Linked DNA regions of Sus scrofa: region 1 is linked to region 2. A link is a contact called in public HiChIP or PLAC-seq data. All regions are on one chromosome and are shown on one strand. The core of a region is the stretch at or near the end of the contact, and the rest is flanking DNA. Distances in the headings are between cores, read along the strand shown. Region 1 holds the start of AHNAK (neuroblast differentiation-associated protein AHNAK). Region 2 holds the start of TUT1 (speckle targeted PIP5K1A-regulated poly(A) polymerase).

What was found. HiChIP or PLAC-seq counts read pairs in DNA pulled down with a chosen protein or histone mark.
Region 1: a contact with region 2 is called in an H3K27ac HiChIP or PLAC-seq map of alveolar macrophages. The contact joins the promoter of AHNAK here to the promoter of TUT1 in region 2. A contact is called at or near these places in 2 of 47 Hi-C or Micro-C datasets (liver and retroperitoneal adipose tissue) and 1 of 2 datasets of contacts at active chromatin or transcription factors (alveolar macrophages).

The regions. Positions count from the first base shown.
Region 1 is chr2:9,185,311-9,188,453 of Sscrofa11.1, reverse strand. AHNAK (neuroblast differentiation-associated protein AHNAK) reads right to left here and starts at 1,470. Exons shown (of 10, transcript XM_013994215.2): 1 at 1,342-1,470.
Region 2 is chr2:9,147,158-9,150,378 of Sscrofa11.1, reverse strand. TUT1 (speckle targeted PIP5K1A-regulated poly(A) polymerase) reads right to left here and starts at 1,816. Exons shown (of 10, transcript XM_005660796.3): 1 at 1,651-1,816. The coding sequence starts at 1,732.

The DNA of each region.
Region 1 (3,143 bases), core at 221-2,720, 38 kb before region 2:
ACATGCTCTCGGCAAATGACATTGCTCCAAACCACACCTCCTACCAGGAGGAAGTTTTTCCAGCCTCATCCACCCGCGGCCCCTCACCCTCACGCTGGACTTTTTGGCACCTCGACCTCCAGGGCAGCTCCCTACCCCCACCCCAGCCGGCGGCGGATTTCTGGGCTCCGCCCTGCCGCCTGTCCCCACCTCTGTCCCCTGGCCCCTCCCACTCCTAGTCCCAGAGCTCCAAGTTCATGCTTCCTGCGGGGAGAGAAATCCCTTTTTCGTTCCCTAAGAGGGACTCCCCTCTCTTTGTGGCAGGAACTGGGGACAGCTTACATTCCCCAGCAGGAAGTCTCCACGCCTGATCACCGCGCCAGAAAAGAATGGGCTTTGACCCACAACACCAGGGATTAAGACCCCAGCTCGGAGGGGGTTGTCTTCCTGCGGGGGCGGGAGGAGCCGGGGCGAGGAGAGCGGCGAAGTCTCACCCTGGGGGGTGGATCAGTTTGGGAGCCGCCCTCCGCCCAGGCGGAGGCCAAGCTCTCCGCCCAGTGGCGGGGCTTCGCTAGTGCAGGGGCTGGGGCCCGGCCACTCGGCCCAGCTGCCAAAGAGCCGCCCCCAGCCCGGCCAGGACGCAAAGCCAGGCGCTTCCCCTTCCCCTAGAACCTCCGCTCCGGCCCCCGGGGACCGAGCAGGATGCCCCTCCCTGACCGGCCGTGTGCAGCGCCTCGCTCGGACTCCATCGGCCAGGGCCTCATCCCAGGGCTGTGCTCACCCTCTCTCTGGGGCTTCCGGACACAAACCCCGGGACCCCCGAACCCCTCTGGGCCGGAGAAACTTACTTTAGTCCTTACCTACAACCCCTGCAGCCCCAAGAAACCTCCACCACCAGGGCGGAGTGCCATTGCTGTCCTCTGCCCCGTGAGCCCCAGAGGCAAGCAGAGGTGACACATCCAGGACCACCACGCACAGCCGGAGACACCCCCCTCATAGGTAATAACACGTATCTCGCTGCTATGACACAAGTGGTTACAGGGACTTGACACCACGGTGAAAGAGCAACCCCAGACCCAAGCCCAGCCCAGCTGTCCCCCTGATGAAGAAGAGGGGCTCCATCAAAACACACACTCCTGCTGAGCCCGCTGTGGCCCACCCACGGGGCCCCCACACCTCCGCAGGCTTGCCCAGGGCTGGAGGAAACTGCGCATGCTCAGGAAGGCCTGGGAACCCAGTGGGATGGTTGCAGCTCAGGGAAATGCCAGCTGCCCTCCCTGGGCGTCTGGATGAAGCCCATGGGGGACCAAAGGAAGAGCAGAAGGCCCTACATACCCACCCACCAAAAGGTCCCATTCTAACCTCTCTCCAGGGCATGCGCAAACGGTCAGCCTTGCTCCAGGGAGAGAAGCTGGGGGCTTCTGGGAGTGGGGGGTGGGGGACACAGAGCCAGCAGGGGAGAGTTCCCAGCAGGGCAGGAGTCCGACTAGCTCTCCCAGTCTGTCTGCCTGTCCCCAGGCGGTTCCCAAGTTCCCAGGAAGGTGGTGACCACACCCCAGAGCCCCACCCACCCCCACCACCCCCACAGCTTTGCCCCAACCCCTCAAACCAGCTCCTCAGGCTCTGAGTGGCGTGCTCTGCCAGGGCCAGCCAGCCAATTGCAAATGAGCTAAGGAATCCAGCCCGGCAGTGCCCGGGCACCTCCACCCACGGCCCCCTGGGACTAAGGTGACCCCAGGGACCCCCAGCCTATTCCCTGCCTTTGACCGATGCTGGCCTTCTCCCTCCACAGGTCTCCCACAGATCGCTCTCTTGTGTCCCACTTAGATCCCTGGACCTGGAGCCTCGCCCTCCTGAAGCAAACCCTCGGCTCTGCGGGGTTAGCTCTTCAAAAGGTAACCCGGGCCAGGACCCCAGAGTAGCACTAAGCCCCACGGGACTTTGGTGGCTCCCCGTGTGTCCCGGTTCTCTGAACAATGTCCCAGCAGATAACCTTTAAGGACAGGGCTTTGGGGAGGGGCTCAGACACCCTCCAGTCCTCGCTAGCGATATTCCAGAACCCTCGTCCTCTGCTAGTCCAGCTCTCACGGTCCCAGGTCCTCTCCCCAGTCCCCCTCATCGCACAGCTAGGAACAAGGCAGTACCCCTAAGGCTGGGACTCCCTTCTACTTCCCACTCCACACGCAAGCCAAGTTCTGGCCCAGCCCAGCATCCCTGGGGGCCAGGGACTAGGAAGCTTCCCCATTCAGCTTCGAAAAGGAAGTGAGTGCCACACCCTGCCCCTGGGATCACCCTTATGGGGGGCAGGAGAATGAAAGCAGAATTGACTCCCCAGGAGTTCCCTTGTAGTGCAGCAGGTTAAGGATCTGGCCTTGTCACTGCAGCGACCTGGGTTCGATCCCTGGCCCAGGACCTTCCGCATGCCCATGCCGCAGGGACAGCCAACAAAAAAGAAGCTACTCCCCTAATTTAGACCCAGCACAGGCAAGGAGGCCCTAAAAGGCCTTCCAAGGCATCTTCAGCCTCCCTCCTTCCCTCCTCCCCACTCCCTTGACTTCACCTGTAGCCACAGGCCACCACCCCCCAGCCCCTGCACCCCAGGCATCACTGTGTCCCACAAAAATCAACCCAGTTCCTATCACTTGTTAGGCTGCACCCAGAAGAGCACGGGATCCTACAGTCAGGGGCTGGAGTCTAGTAGAGAAAACTTTCAAAACCAGTTATTGCTGGGGTGGGGTGGGGGGTGGATTATTGGGAGCCCAGCGCTATGCTGGGGACGCAGAGGTAACTAGCTGGATCCCTTTTTCTCTGGAAAGTCCAAGTCATTCTCGAAGGAGCACATTGCCATGGGAGGATCCCACCCTGCCTTTCCACAAACCCACTCTACGGAGCAGGGCACTCAGCAGCAGGCTCCCTGGAGGGACCTCGCCACCTCCACCCCGGCAGCCACGCCCTGCGAAAGGCGCGAGCACGCACAAGGCACACAATTCTCGGTGACCGTAATGCGCAGAGGCGCCGAAGCCGTCCCCACGTGGTGCCTGGAGCCCAGCGAGTGCCCTGAGATGCCCACTCCGCGCTCCTCCCACGCAAGGGGCACAGCCGGCCCTGCTTAGATCCCACGTGTCCCTCGTGGCCAGCGAGGGGCTGCGCCCCCGCATCCCGGC
Region 2 (3,221 bases), core at 567-3,066:
AGCAACACCAGATCCTAGCCACATCTGCGACCTACACCGCAGCTCATGGCAACACAGGATCACTGAGTGAGGCCAGGGATCGAATCCACATCCTCACGGATACTAGCCGGATTCGTTTCTGCTGTGCCACAACAGGAACTCCCTAAAAAAAGCAAATTATTAAAGTATTTTTTAAACCATCTATAAGTGATAGGTAGAGCAACACCTGCACATTGTAAAGAAATTAACAGGTAGGGGGAAAAAGAGGAGTTCCTGCTGTGGCTCAGGACGTTAAGGATCAGACAGTTGTGGCATAGGTCTCAGATGCAATCCAAATTCCATCCCTGGCCTAGGAACTTCCAGATACTTGCAGGAGCAACCAAAAAGAAATTGGAAATTAACAGGTAACTTACCCAGATCATATTTAGAAGAACTAAATAAATCAGAACTCTAGACTATTTCTTTTCGGTTTTTTTTGTTTTTTGTTTTTTTTTTTTGCTTTTTAGGGCCGCACCTGCGTCATATGGGTTTCCAGGCTCGGGGGTCACATCAGAACTGTAGCTGCTGGCCTATGCCACAGCCACAGCCACACAGGATCCCAGCCGTATCTTCGACCTCCATCACAGGTCATGCCAATGCCAAATCCTTCACCCACTGAGCAAGGGCAGAGATCAAACCTGCGTCCTCATGGATGCTAGTCAGATTCATTAACCAGAGCCATAGGAACTTCCCAGACTATTTCTCATTTATCATTTCTGGGTATAGTATAGAGATTACAAGAGCAGGATCAGAAGCCACACTACCCAAAATTGAATCCCACCTCTGAGATCTTGGGCAAGTTGCTTAACCTTGCTGTGCGTACTCCTCAGATATAAAATGGAGATAAAAGTACCTATCACATAGATATTATTCATATGTAGCACTTGGCCAAGAGTCTGGTACATGGTGAATGGGGGAAAACTTAGCTGCTATTTTTACTTTTATTACATTTGGAATTAGCTGCTTGATGTCAGCGATGTATATTTGAAATTCAGGAAGACTATCCTGGATTTCTGACTTGCCCTCCTGGGCAGTGGTAGCGCCATTCACAAAGAAAAAGATGAATGGAAGCTCACGTTTAGGGGAGATTATGATTCCACCTCACAAGTGGAATCTGAGACTTCATTGAGCCCCTTGCGCTGTCATAAAAAGCACCTTGTCTCCTTTTCCAAACCCACGTTCCATTCATACCAGGCTACTGCACCCATCTCTGCCTTTGGAAAACTCCCTCACTTAATTACTGCCATGTCTGTGAGCCCGCAGCCTTCCAAACACATCTATAGAGCACTGAAATTGTCTCCATCTCTAGAGAGTGAGCTCCTTCATCTCTATGTCCCCTTTTCCCGCCCTAGAGCACAGCGGAGCACCTGGCACAAAGGGGATGTCCAATAAATGACAGTTAAAGAATGAACAAAATAACGAAATTTCCGTCGTGGAGATTTCGCATACAGGGAAGTTGAGGGGTCAGGTAGTGGGACCCTTCTCCACTCTGTAACCCCTTGACTGTGGAGTGAAAACCGAGGTGAGATCCTACCAATCAATTTGGCAAAAATCATGACCTATAACCCTAACTTTCGCCAGGACCCAGAGACTGAAGTCCACGACCACCCCCCCTTACTAGCCACCGCTTACGGTTGGCTGTAACGACGTGGCAGAGGCGGCAGCGGAAACCCCCACGAGGCAGCGGTTCGACATCAGAATCCACCGCAGCCATCGCCACTCTCTGGAACTAACAAAATGCAGCCACTTCGGTCACGACCGGAACTCACTCCTACAAATTGCAACGCGCTCGGAAGCGACTTCCGCCCGTCCGATAGGAAGTGACGTAGCCCCGGCCAATCCCGCGGCACACTCCTCCGAAACCCGAGCGCTTTCCACTCAGGTTCCGTTTCCAGCCTGAGTTAAGTTTCGGCCCGCTTTAGGGAAATCGTCTACGATGCGTAACTGCACGCGGTAAGCCGATTGGTGTGCTCTGAGCTGATCAGGCGTTGATTGGCCCAAAGATCCTGAATACTCAGAAAGCAGCCGCAAAGGTTGGCGCAGTTTCTTGCGGGGTCCGATCCTTGACAGCCGGCAGTTTCCTTGCTGTGTGGTGGTGGGCAGGCTGTACCCTCCCTTCGAGAGGCAGTAGAGACCACGAGACTGTATCCGCAACCCCCTATTTACCTGGTGAATAAAGGCGGATCCTTCATCTCCAGGATACCCTGGCTGTCCCTAAGCTCTCAACCTCCTCGGGCTGTTACTCTTTTCCTCTGCTGTCGGTCTTCTCCCAGAAAGTGTGTTCTGCGACGGCTTCCCAGCCCTGGCCGGGAGCCCTAACCACACCGGACACCTTTTGGACTTCAGGGGGGCCACAGCCAGATGGCCTTTATTCCGCGACAGCGGGCTGCATGGAGTGTATTCATCAGGCGCCAGAGCCACCGGCCCACTTCAAGGCATGCGGCAGAAACTACTACGGTGGCAACTGAGTAAAGACATTGGAGGGTGCTGGCCTCCTCCAGACTGTTACAGTGGTCAATTCCTCCCAAACTCCGGAGGTGCTGCTCAGGCCAGGGAGAGTAAGGGAGCTGGGGACACCCTTGGGACAGGGACGAGATGGAGGGGCCTCTCAACTGGGCTAGGCAACTCTTGCTGTTGTTGACCAACCCACAACTTTGGACTGTGTAAAGAGGACCTAAGGTAAACATCTCCAGGTCTTTAGCCTTGAGCAAGTCACAAATGCTGAGGTTGTTTCTCATCTCTAAAGAAAGTGCTCAAGGAGCACACAATAGATTTAATTTGTTGTTCTCTCTCCTGAGGTGCTCCTCCTGTCGGGACTAGCTCAGGCGTCTCATCTGTCTCCCAAACCTAAAAAGGGAGGAAATGGCACTAGAGTGGACCCCAATATCAAAGCAGTTGCTGGCCTTGGAGATCTTGCAACAGCAGTCTGTGCGAATACACCAGCATTAGGTGGTATGACCCTACATCACCCCCCGAGGTGGACTACATCTTGCTCCAACCTCGCAACTCCCAGAATTCCCCAAGTAAAAGGGAGAGAGGAGTTTAAAAGTTGGGAAATAAAGAAGCACCTTCACACACTCACACTCCTATGGAAGCCACCAGTCATTCTGAGAACCAGCTCATCTCAACGGGTTTGAGTGAATCTCAGCCAAGATGATACTCTGGCTCCAGTACCACAGAGAGCTGGGGAGCAGTGTGGGTCC